4 separate regions of the Gossypium hirsutum genome follow, and all the other regions are linked to region 4. The links are chromatin contacts, called in public Hi-C maps. All regions are on one chromosome and are shown on one strand. Each heading gives the region's core, a stretch centred on a gene start, on an enhancer-like site or on the middle of the called end of the contact. The rest is flanking DNA. Distances are from core to core; before and after follow the strand shown. Region 1 has its middle 42 kb from the start of LOC121215107. Region 2 holds the start of LOC107908329. Region 3 holds the start of LOC107910240 (protein PHOSPHATE-INDUCED 1). Region 4 holds the start of LOC107910232 (probable enoyl-CoA hydratase 1, peroxisomal).

Region 1 (2,700 bases), core at 162-2,661, 180 kb before region 4:
GCATAATTTCCAAGAAGTGTTTGTTCGGAATCGGCATTGGGGCCCATTACTGCAAGGGAAGTTGTTTTGGTTTTTGAAAGCGGAAGGAGTTTTTTTGGCGTTCTTCAGAAGGACAATGCCGTTGCGAGCAGCCTCGAGGGCAAGATTTTGATGCTCTTGGGAACAAATTTGATCCAAACCACTGTTACCGAAAGGCTGCTTAACTGGATTACCATTGAAAAGCCCCAGTCTCATTCTGATAGAGAAAAGGTTGTACAGGGCTCTATCGATTTCAGACAAAGACAATTTTCGTTTTTCAACAGCTAATTTGGTGTATTTCAACAAATATGAACCACAATCAACATCCATTCCTGTAAAATTCATTGATCAAATATTCAGATGATGCTATTAGCATCTATCCATTATAACCATGTTAAGTATAGAGTTCATTTGGCAAAAAAAAAAAACAAAACTAATCAACAATACCAGCTTTACGAACATCTGCAGCAGCATCTTCTGGTACTTTAACATATCCTTGTTGTTCATAGATGGTGGCGACAGCATCACAGTCTGCAGTGATATATCTGATAATATTTTAACCAAGAAAATCATAAAATCATCTTTCTGGTATTGTTATGGCCGAAAGGAAAAGAGCTTTGTAATGTTACCCATTGAAGCCCCATTGGCCTCGGGCTGTTTTCGATAATAGATTGTAATCAGCACAGTTGGGGACTCCATTAACACGATTGTAAGCACACATTACCCCACTAGCTTTCCCTTCTTCTATGCAACTCTGGAATGGTGGCTGATATGTATCTGCTAAATCCTGTAAACTGACCTGAAATCCAAAACAATATGGGGCATTTCCAATTAATCAAAAGCAATCGAAGTTTAAAATTTTTTAAGTTTAGCACCTACATTTGCATTGAAGACATATCGAGTTACTCCTTTCCAATTATCCAAATCATAAGCAGTAAAATGCTTCCAGCAAGCTGAAGCTTGAAGATTTTCACCTAGTTTCCCACCTTCAAAAGAGTCCCCTTGTATCCCTCTCACATATGACACTGCATATTTCCCAGTAACCAAAGGATCCTCACCAGGTGTCTCTTGCCCTCTTCCCCACCTTGGGTCCCTAAATATGTTAATGTTTGGTGCCCAAAATGTCAACCCCATGGCTTGTCCAACGTTGTAAATTGCTCTACCTTCGATTCCAACTGCCTGCAAAAGGTTTCATGTCTTTCGAGTTATGCGATTTTAGTTAAAAATATACAACAATGATTAGACAAGGCTAGCCTGAGCGATGCGGTACCAAAGATGAACATCAAAGGAAGCAGCGGTGAGAATGACTTGAGGAAAACTTGTGGCTGATCGGATTGTTCCATTGAAACGCATGCCTCGGCTGACAGCTAAACCATGTAAGGCTTCGGACCACCATTGATAGTCAGGGATGCCAAGTCTTGGAATGGCGGGGGCTGAGTTAACGAGTTGGGATATCTTTTCGCCTAATGTGAGTCTGGACACCAAATCTCGAACTCGTTGGGTGATGGGGAGTGTAGTTTCGCAGAAAGGGTAGGATTTGGTTGCGGGGTCAGATGCATCACATGAGAAAGGAGGCTGAGTCGACTCAGATAAGATGAATAGCAATGAAGTAATGCAAACGAGATAAAGGAGCGAAGGAGTTTGGAGCTTCATGTTGGTGGTCTGAATAGAACAGAAAGGAAAGGAAAGGATTAAAGAGACAAGGTGAGTGTAATTGAGTGGGATTTTTGCCTTGTGTCTTGCCTTAAAAAGGACAAACGTTACATCGAATATCACAAATGACCTTGCTTTTTGCTAATTTTTTTCAACTAAACCGACCTAAATTATAATTCTTGTATGGAGATAAATACAGGTTATTGTTTCATATTTAATTCACAAGATTTCTTTAAACTCTTTAATCCCAATTATCTGTTTTATAATTGCAAATGAAAATGTAAAACTAATAACAAATAGACAAAACAGTAATTGTATTTCTACGAATGTTATAGAATGTTGTTCTATGAATGGATTATTCGTTTAACTCGATAAGTAACATTTTCAAAGTTTGAACCTAATTTTAATTTAATTTTATTCACAAAAATAACACAAAATATAAGTCTTTTTAATGTTCAAAAAACATTAAATACTATTTAAAACATTTTTTTGTTCCCTATTTTGGTTTTACAATGTGTATTTAGGGAAGGCACGTAAATAGTTTTACTATGAAAATATTAAAATTTAATATTATATAACAATATATAAAGATTAAAAAAATCTATACGTAAAAGTATGATGAAAGTTATTGTATTAAGAGTCAGATTATATTTTGTCTCATTTATTCAAAAATGGGTAAATCAGTCTCCATAAGTTAGATTAACAAGCAAATTAATCATTCTATTAAAAAATTTATCCATTTCTATTTTAAAAAATTGTTCCCTAAATGTCAGCATAAGGTACACGTGACATACCATGTGTCATTATCTGGTTATTCCATCAACCATGCTGATTTTTAACAGTACAAATGGAAGAAATTGTTAGTAGAAAGTTTCGATTTGCATTTTGATTTAACATATTGTTGAGTGTTTCGTGAGTCTCTCTTTCATGGAGGCCAATTTTCCAATTTATAAGGCACGATCCATGGATGTGACATGCTAAGTAGGCCCTCATGCATGCCAACGCGTATCCTATTCTAGGATCACCCTG
Region 2 (2,700 bases), core at 104-2,603, 230 kb after region 4:
TATTTATTTTGATCACTTTGGTTAAAATAGTAAATTCGCATTTCAACTAATTTTTTTTCCACCTTGGATATTAATATCCGTTTTATTATTTTGCATTCAAGTGATTTATTTTCATTTTAATCACTAAAAAAAAGACCCTAAACCCTAACATTTTGGGAACATCTTGAATGTTAAAGCTTCTTTTTATCTGTTGCAACAAATCAAGAAGGGAAAACAAATGGTAATTTTTACACCACATTTTCAAGATTGGTGAGCTTAGGATGAAAATCCCAACTAAATATCTGTGTTGAAGGCTTTAGGGGTATTTTACTAGTTTAAATTTGCAACAGAAGACTTTGGTTAAAAAAGGGGTATTTTAATGCAAAATAATCAATGCCATGTTTGCAATTTTAATAAAATAAACAAATTTCATAAGGTGAGTATCCATTTGGTAAATATTTTTTTTTAAGTGCCTAAAATAAAAGGTATCTCTAGTGATAATTTTTTTTTTCTTTTTGGATGTATTATCTAGAATTTATGCCAGTGATAAAATATTAAAAATGCTGAAAAGAAAAAGGGATTAGGTAAATAGCAATGAAAGCAAAATACCTTGTCAATGAGATCCCCAGCTAAGCGTGCACCGTCAGCTGTATTTTGAGCCATATCTTCAAGAAATTGAAGGGCATTTTTAAGTCTGCCTTCCGGCAGATGATTTCCGATATCATCCGCCACTTCCTCCACTTGTCCCGCCACTTTTTCCACAATATCCGTCACCTCTTCTGCTTTATCTATTATTGTTTCAACTTCGTCTGTACATATATACTACTTAACCTCAAAATATGTTGATGAGATATGGAAATGCAATTTGAATAACTTATGATCCATACCTTTCAGTTTTAACAATGGCCCCCATTTGCTCCTCCAAAAGGGTAGGATTATACTCATCACAAGTCCCACAACCCATAGTTTCCTGCTCAAAAACTCACTCTCAAATACATCATTTCTTTCCTTGTTTATTTGTAAAAAGAAAAGAAAAAAAAAAGGTAGATAAGACTAACCAGGAACCAGGTTGTTGACCCTGTCTGTATTTAGCAACCTAAGACCGATGCCCGGCGGTTGCAGATTGTGGTTCCGTAGAATCTGATGATTTTTGGCCTTGTGTATTGAATTTGATATCACCAAGAAATGGCTAAAACGTATAATGGGAGGCTGGAGTTTGCAGGAATATGGCATTTGAAGTTTGCATGGAAAGATGGATGCTGAAGTAGTCGCCATAAATGTCTGGGAATGAAATGAAGTAAAGGTATGTGAAAATGAGAAAAATTCAGAGAGGGTTTTGTTGAATAAATTATAGCGCGTAGGAATGGCAGCTAGAAACGATCCAAAGTATGTTTTAGGTGGGTTAGGAAGAAAGGTAAATATTATAAATTTGATTAAAGTCAATGAACCCTAGTCCTGGTTAAGGCCATATGTTGAATTTCCTTACAAGTTTCCTCCTAACTGCTATTTCTAGTTCGTTTGTTTGATTTTCTTCAAGGAATAACGTCTTTTAATTTATTGGAATTTGTCAAATATCATATCTAAATGCACTACAAGTTATCATCAACCTATCAACTTGTATTGTAGATCCGGTCGGGGATGAATTTTTTATTTTTCTTAAAAACAATATACACAAATAAAATTCAGATACGAGTGTAGAACTAAAATGGTTTTACAATTTTACATGATTTTTTATACAATCAATTTTTTTTAACATTTATTTATATATTTAATTTTTTTCACTTATAAGACACTCGTTGTATCTTCAATCCGCTTGTGAAAAACTCCCGAGATAATTATAAATTAGTCATTTCCCACCAAATTGACACCATTTTTATATTCTAAGCCCAACTAGTTTCAATAGATGGGTTTTCCGATTTAGGCCTACTTTAACAAAATTCTCGTATCAATTCAATCAATAATAAAAAAACCAAAAGAAGCTTCAACCAGTTTGATCCATGTTTTGGATTTTTTTTAAAATTAGGCCCAAATGTTGGACTTCCTTTCCATTTTAAAATTTGGCCCAACTGCTCAAACCCATTAAAGATTAAAATGGTTCAAACCCAATAAAGTTGTTTTTTATTTTGATTTTTTTTAAAAAAAATAATGTTTGTTGTTTGATGTAGTGTAAAGCATTCTTTTGTCCTCCTTTAGCTGATATTCTGATACATCTTGTAAATTATAATTGGATTTTTACTTTTTTCTTTTTGTTGATTTAGAGGAAAAATCTTACATAATTTTTAATTTACAAATACAAAAATGGAGTGTTTTTTTTAAACAAAATGGAGATATGTTAAAGTCAAGAATCTAATTGTTCAAACATAATTGAATTACATTAATTATGTTTTTTTAATTATCATTTGGATTTGAATTATATAAAAAGATTTATTTATTTATTATTTGGGTACTATTAAATAGCTTATTGAATTAAAAAATAATCATCTTATTAATTAGACCATCGAAGCATAATTATATATTTATATATATTAATTTTTTATGTATAAATTTATATTTTAAATATAAAACATTATTCCTTTATAATAAATTTACAAATTCTAAATTTATTAAAATAAAATTACCATTAAGATGAAATAACTTTTTTTTTGAAGACAATTTTAAAAATATGTCTTATTTGAAAAATTGAAGTTGATTGGCATAACATATATGGTTAACATTATTAAT
Region 3 (2,700 bases), core at 189-2,688, 190 kb after region 4:
GAGTCAATTCTCTTGCTTTACACCACCCTTAGCTGGCCTTACATTAGTTGGGTTGAAGTTGAAGTTGAAGTTGAAGTTGAGAGCAAGAAACGCGTCATTTTGGCTGGCATCCAATCGAATCTCAGTCCTCCACTTCTTTACCTTCCTCTTTATTCTTTGCCTCTTTCCTAGGCTATTTTGTAAAATTAACTGAAATAATTTAATTAATTATATAAATGACCTATTTTTTTTATTAAACACGTAAATGACTTAAAATCAATAGTGAAAGTTAGTGGAGTCATAGAGTTTGGAGTCACCAACATGCCACGTCAGCAATCGAGATAAAAAAAATTAATTTTTTGTGGAGCTATGTAAAATGGCACCACTTGTATAAGTATCAAAGAAATACTATAATTTCTAAAAAAATAGAGAGACTTTAAAAAATATTTTCCATTTTTTGGTGGAGCAATGTTTTCAATGTGATTTTTTTAAAGTTTTCTAAAATTTTAAATATATTAAAAAAATGTTAAGTATAATTAATTTTAAAATTTTAATATACTTAATATATATTTTTAATAGGTAAAGACAAAAAAGATTTTCTTAATATATTTAAAATTTTAAAAAACTTTAAAAAATTAAATATATTAAAATTTTAAATATATTAAAAAATGTTAAATATAACTAATTTTAAAATTTTAATATATTTGATATATTTTAAAAAAATTAAATATATTAAAAAATTGTTAAGTATAACCAATTTTAAAATTTTAATATATTCAATATAGTTTTTTAAAATATATTTTAATATTTTAATATATTTTTTAATAGGTAAAGAGAAAAAATATTTTTTAATATAAAAATTTTAAATATGTTAAAAAAAAAGTTGAGTATAACCAATTTTAAAATTTTAAAATATTTAAATATATTAAAATTTTGAACCTATTAAAAAATTTTAAGTATTAACCAATTTAAAATTTTAATATATATTTTAATAGGTAAAGACATTTAAAATTTTAAAAGGAAAAAGGGATGGGTAACTTTGAAAACGAGTGGCGCCAATTTATTTGACTCCATCAGGAAATGAAAACTTCTTTTAAAGTCTCTATTTTTTTAAAAAAATTGTAGTATTTTCCTAGTATTTATATAGGTGCCGCCATTTTACACGATTTCACTACAAAATTGATTTTTTTATCCTAGTTGCTGATGTGGCGCCAAACTCATTGGCTCCATCAACTTTCACGGTAAATTTTAAGTCATTTATGTGTTTAATTAAAAAATAAATCATTTATATAATTAATTAAAATTTGTAGGTTAGTTTTATAAGAAAGCCTCTTTCCTACCACTTTCTCCTTTCAACCCCCAAGAAAAAACCCTGCTATATAGGTACGTCCCTTCATCCCAAATCCCACAAAAACACATTCTCTTTTAGAGTTTTCTCACCACTTAATCAAATTCATCCATGGCTTCTTTTGCTACTTCCAATGTTGTTGTTCTGTATTTTGTTGTGTTAGTCTCTTGGATTCATTTCAATGCAGAAGCGAGGAGGCTTGGTGGGTCTGTCCCTGAGTCGGATCAAACCCAGCAGCCATTGCTGTTCCAATACCACAATGGCCCTCTTCTAACTGGCAACATCTCTGTTAATCTCATTTGGTATGGAAATTTCAAGCCTTCTCAACGTGCCATTGTGTCCGATTTCATCAATTCCCTCGCCTCTTCCAAGCTTGTTTCACCTCAACCCTCGGTTGCTACATGGTGGAAAGCCATGGATAAATACTATCACCTCACCAACAAATCTTCTTCCCTTGTCATTTCCTTGGGTTCACAAATCCTCGATGAGAGCTACTCTTTGGGGAAATCACTAACAAATGAACAAATACTGCAATTAGCATCAAAGGGTTCTCAGAGAAACCCCATCAATGTTGTCTTGACATCAGCTGATGTTGCTGTTGAAGGGTTCTGCTCCAGCAGGTGTGGAACCCATGGTTCAGATTCTGGTTCCAAGTTGGCTTATATTTGGGTAGGTAACTCGGAGACACAGTGCCCAGGTCACTGCGCTTGGCCATTCCACCAACCCATCTACGGACCACAGAACCCACCATTGGTTGCACCCAACAATGATGTGGGTCTGGATGGGATGGTTATCAACCTAGCTACCCTCTTGGCTGGGACTGTCACCAACCCATTTGGAAATGGCTACTATCAAGGTCCAAAAGAAGCACCAATGGAGGCTGCTTCCGCTTGCCCTGGGATTTATGGGAAAGGGGCTTATCCAGGCTATGCTGGGGACCTTCCAGTCGACGCTACAACCGGAGCTAGCTACAATGCACATGGTGTCAATGGAAGAAAGTACCTTCTTCCAGCCCTGTTCGACCCTTCAACCTCAACTTGTGCCACTCTAGCTTAAAACAAATATTATTCATCCCAACATGCCAGTCCCTAGTAAAAATTCTTTTATTGTACCATTCAATTTATTCTTTTTACGTTACGATTGAATAGAGATTCAATTATTCATTGACAAAGAATTTCACAGAAACTTCTTTAGTATAACAATGAGAGATCACATTTGTTTAGTTTTAGTTCATAGTGGGCACACAAAATCACCACTTGTATCTACATCAAGATCTGTACCAGCATCCAAATCATCAAGATCCATGCTTCCTCCCATGGAAAATTCCCCAACCTTGGGGACCTCAGTCGTTTTCATGGCCTCCTGTATTATAA
Region 4 (2,700 bases), core at 156-2,655:
ATACTTAAGCAGTGAATCCTCGATCAGAATTGTATTGAGTATTGCTAGGACCTTCATCTACCAGATTTGAAGGGAGATAAACAACAGATTATATGGAACTTTTCAGCAGATTACCAAACATACCATTAACCGTGCGAAGACGACCGTTAGCAGGGCTAAGATACCATGTAAAGACACATGGAATACAATCTTTTTCACTTTCTTTTATTCTTGTATTGCATAGCTTTGATTACTTTCTTTTCATTATGTAGCAGCAATTTCCAAGTTCTTTTAGATAAATAAAACCATGCTTATCCAAGAAAAGATACACATAAGCTTAATGAATACCTTTTCTATGGCAAGACCCTGGCGAAGATCCAATTTGTACCCATCATTGATCACAGACTTGTACCTGAGAACCAAGTCTTGACTGTTCTTCATAATTGCTCCTGCAAGTTGTCGAGCTTTATTCAACACTTCATTTTGGTCAACAACATAATTGACAAACCCCAATTTCTCAGCTTCCTCTGCTGACAAAGGCATGGCTGCCAACGACACTTCGCGAGCCTTGTTTGGTCCTATGAAGCGTGCAAGCTTCTGGGATAAACCCCATGAAGGAAATATCCCAAATCTACAATCATTTTTTGAAAACAACACTAAATCAACACATGAGACAATCAAAGCCTTCGACTTGTTTATCTTCAGCAATTGTTACCTGGCGTGAGTATCAACGAAAGTGGCTCCCTTAGCAGCGACCAGCATGTCACAAGCGAGGGCGATCTCGAAGCCGGCAGTAATAGCAACGCCGTTGATAGCTCCGATGATGGGTTTGGGGCATTGCTCCATCTGAACAACCGGATCCGTCTCCGGGTCCTTAACGTCACCCTTGAAAACATCTTGTGCAGCCGTCAAATCCACGCCTGAACAGAAAGCCCGTCCAGCTCCAGACAAGATGATGACCCGCACCGAGTTGTCCTTCGCAAGAGCCTTGAAAGCCTTGGCCAAGTCCACCATCATGGGTCGGGTCAAGGAGTTGAGAGATTTGGGTCGATTGATGGTAACAATAGCGATCCCATCAGGTTCACGGGTCACAACGATCAGCTTGTCAGACGAGGAACCCTCCATTTTTACAGGAAAAGGAAAGAAAGGGAAAGATTCAAAAGAGAAGATGAATAAATTTTATTGCAATTTTGGAAATGGTTATATAAAAAAAATATTTTCAACATGGATCTGGTTTTGGTAAATGGGTTTCGTCATCATCGTTGATCGCGTGTAGATAATGCCTTGAATTGCGTGTCTGATTACGGCGACGGGAAAGCGGATAAGAACATAAGAAAACAAAAAAATCCCACTCCCTACTGTTTATTTCATTTAAGGGTAAACTAACTCAATCGTAGATCTATTCGAGTGCCAACTCACTTGTCTAAGCCCAGAGATCTACTTAAAATATAAAAGAATTTAAATAAAAAATATTTATTTAGGTTAAGTCTTAGATAAAAAATTTTAATTTGGATACGGCCTGATCAGAAGATGTTATATTAGGGCAAATGACTAAATTTTTTTTTTAAAAATTACTGAAATAGACCAATTATTTAATTTATTGGAATAGTCCATTTTTCGTGAAATCGCGTCCACGTCAGCGCGATGTTAGGGTACGCGCCAGGAAATCGCGTTCATGTCAGTGTGATTTGCTTACGTGGACACAAATCGCGCCCTAGGGCGCGATTTGTTGATGTGGATGAACAGTTTCTCATTTTTAGCTTGAAAAATTTTGAAAGGCCATAACTTTTCGCTCGGTTGTCCGATTAAGACGAATTTTTTTTATTTCGAATAACTTTTTGAGATCTACATGCTGAAAAACTGCCGAAGGTTGTTTGCCACACTTTTCATCGAAAAAGATCCCTTTTGCCCCTAAATTTTGATTTTTTCGGTTTAAAATTAAATTTCGAAACATTCAAATCATTATTTGTAGTGTGTGTATATGTTAATAGTTACGTACAGAAAAGTCAACTGAATATAATTTTATATTAAATTCATTTAAGTTCTTCTCAAACGACCAATGATTCTAATTGTCTTAATTATATGAGTTACCGATGCCTTTGCCTAAGCATCGATGAGCTAACATTTTATATAAGTTATTTCTAATTGTAATTAGCACTTTCTATCATTATGCAGGTTACTTTTCCTAACTTGGAGAAAATCACAATCTGCCATTTGAGGAACGCAAAGAGGATATGGCACAGCAAATTTCATAAGAATTCCTTTTCTATGTTAAAAGAGTTGACTGTTGAGGAATGTGATGTGCCATTTGAATATTTTTTTGTACTTGTTGCTATTGATTTAAAAAAGATTCAAAATTGTTAACAACAAGATTCGAACCAAGGTATTAAAGGAAAAGAGCAAGCATCTTAACCAACTAAACTAAACTAATTAATTGATATATTATAAAAATACTGTTATTATCTTAATTATATTACTTACGTTCTAACGATTTATCGGACCTATTCCATACACGTGTCAAATCAGAAGAAATAATACAACAATTCTGTAAAAAAATCCGGTGTTTACTTCAAATAAATAAGGAAAATAATGATTTGAATGTTTTAAAATTTAATTTTAAACCGAAAAAATTAAAATTTAGGGGCAAAAAGGGATCTTTTTCGATGAAAAGTGTGGCAAACCGCCTTCGGCTGTTTGTCAGCGCGTAGATCTCGAAAAGTT

Evidence for each region. Hi-C and Micro-C count contacts between places; a contact is called where the count stands out from the background.
Region 1: a Hi-C map of fibers shows a contact between it and region 4, with 3 times the contacts expected there. The contact joins the enhancer-like site here to the promoter of LOC107910232 in region 4. A contact is called at or near these places in 14 of 34 Hi-C or Micro-C datasets (anther, callus, fibers and 4 more).
Region 2: a Hi-C map of leaf shows a contact between it and region 4, with 1.7 times the contacts expected there. The contact joins the promoter of LOC107908329 here to the promoter of LOC107910232 in region 4. A contact is called at or near these places in 3 of 34 Hi-C or Micro-C datasets (callus and leaf).
Region 3: a Hi-C map of leaf shows a contact between it and region 4, with 2.0 times the contacts expected there. The contact joins the promoter of LOC107910240 here to the promoter of LOC107910232 in region 4. A contact is called at or near these places in 2 of 34 Hi-C or Micro-C datasets (both in leaf).

The regions. Positions count from the first base shown.
Region 1 is chrD02:14,306,255-14,308,954 of Gossypium_hirsutum_v2.1, forward strand. It overlaps the pseudogene LOC107910581. Among protein-coding and RNA genes, the nearest start is that of LOC121215107, 42 kb to the left of the region's middle. Within about 2 kb of position 1,412, at least 1 of the 9 cell types and tissues checked has an H3K27ac peak or open chromatin away from gene starts, as enhancers often do. A contact at or near this core is called in fibers, where this site is marked.
Region 2 is chrD02:14,710,677-14,713,376 of Gossypium_hirsutum_v2.1, forward strand. LOC107908329 reads right to left here and starts at 1,354. Exons shown (of 4, transcript XM_016835525.2): 1 at 1,038-1,354; 2 at 867-949; 3 at 589-788. The coding sequence starts at 924.
Region 3 is chrD02:14,674,914-14,677,613 of Gossypium_hirsutum_v2.1, forward strand. It overlaps LOC107910240 (protein PHOSPHATE-INDUCED 1), which reads left to right and starts at 1,439. Exons shown (of 1, transcript XM_016838026.2): 1 at 1,439-2,498. The coding sequence starts at 1,439. The coding sequence ends at 2,383. It overlaps LOC107910239 (serine/threonine-protein kinase SAPK2), which reads right to left. Exons shown (of 9, transcript XM_016838024.2): 9 at 2,502-2,700. The coding sequence ends at 2,558.
Region 4 is chrD02:14,483,430-14,486,129 of Gossypium_hirsutum_v2.1, forward strand. LOC107910232 (probable enoyl-CoA hydratase 1, peroxisomal) reads right to left here and starts at 1,406. Exons shown (of 3, transcript XM_016838016.2): 1 at 695-1,406; 2 at 328-610. The coding sequence starts at 1,104.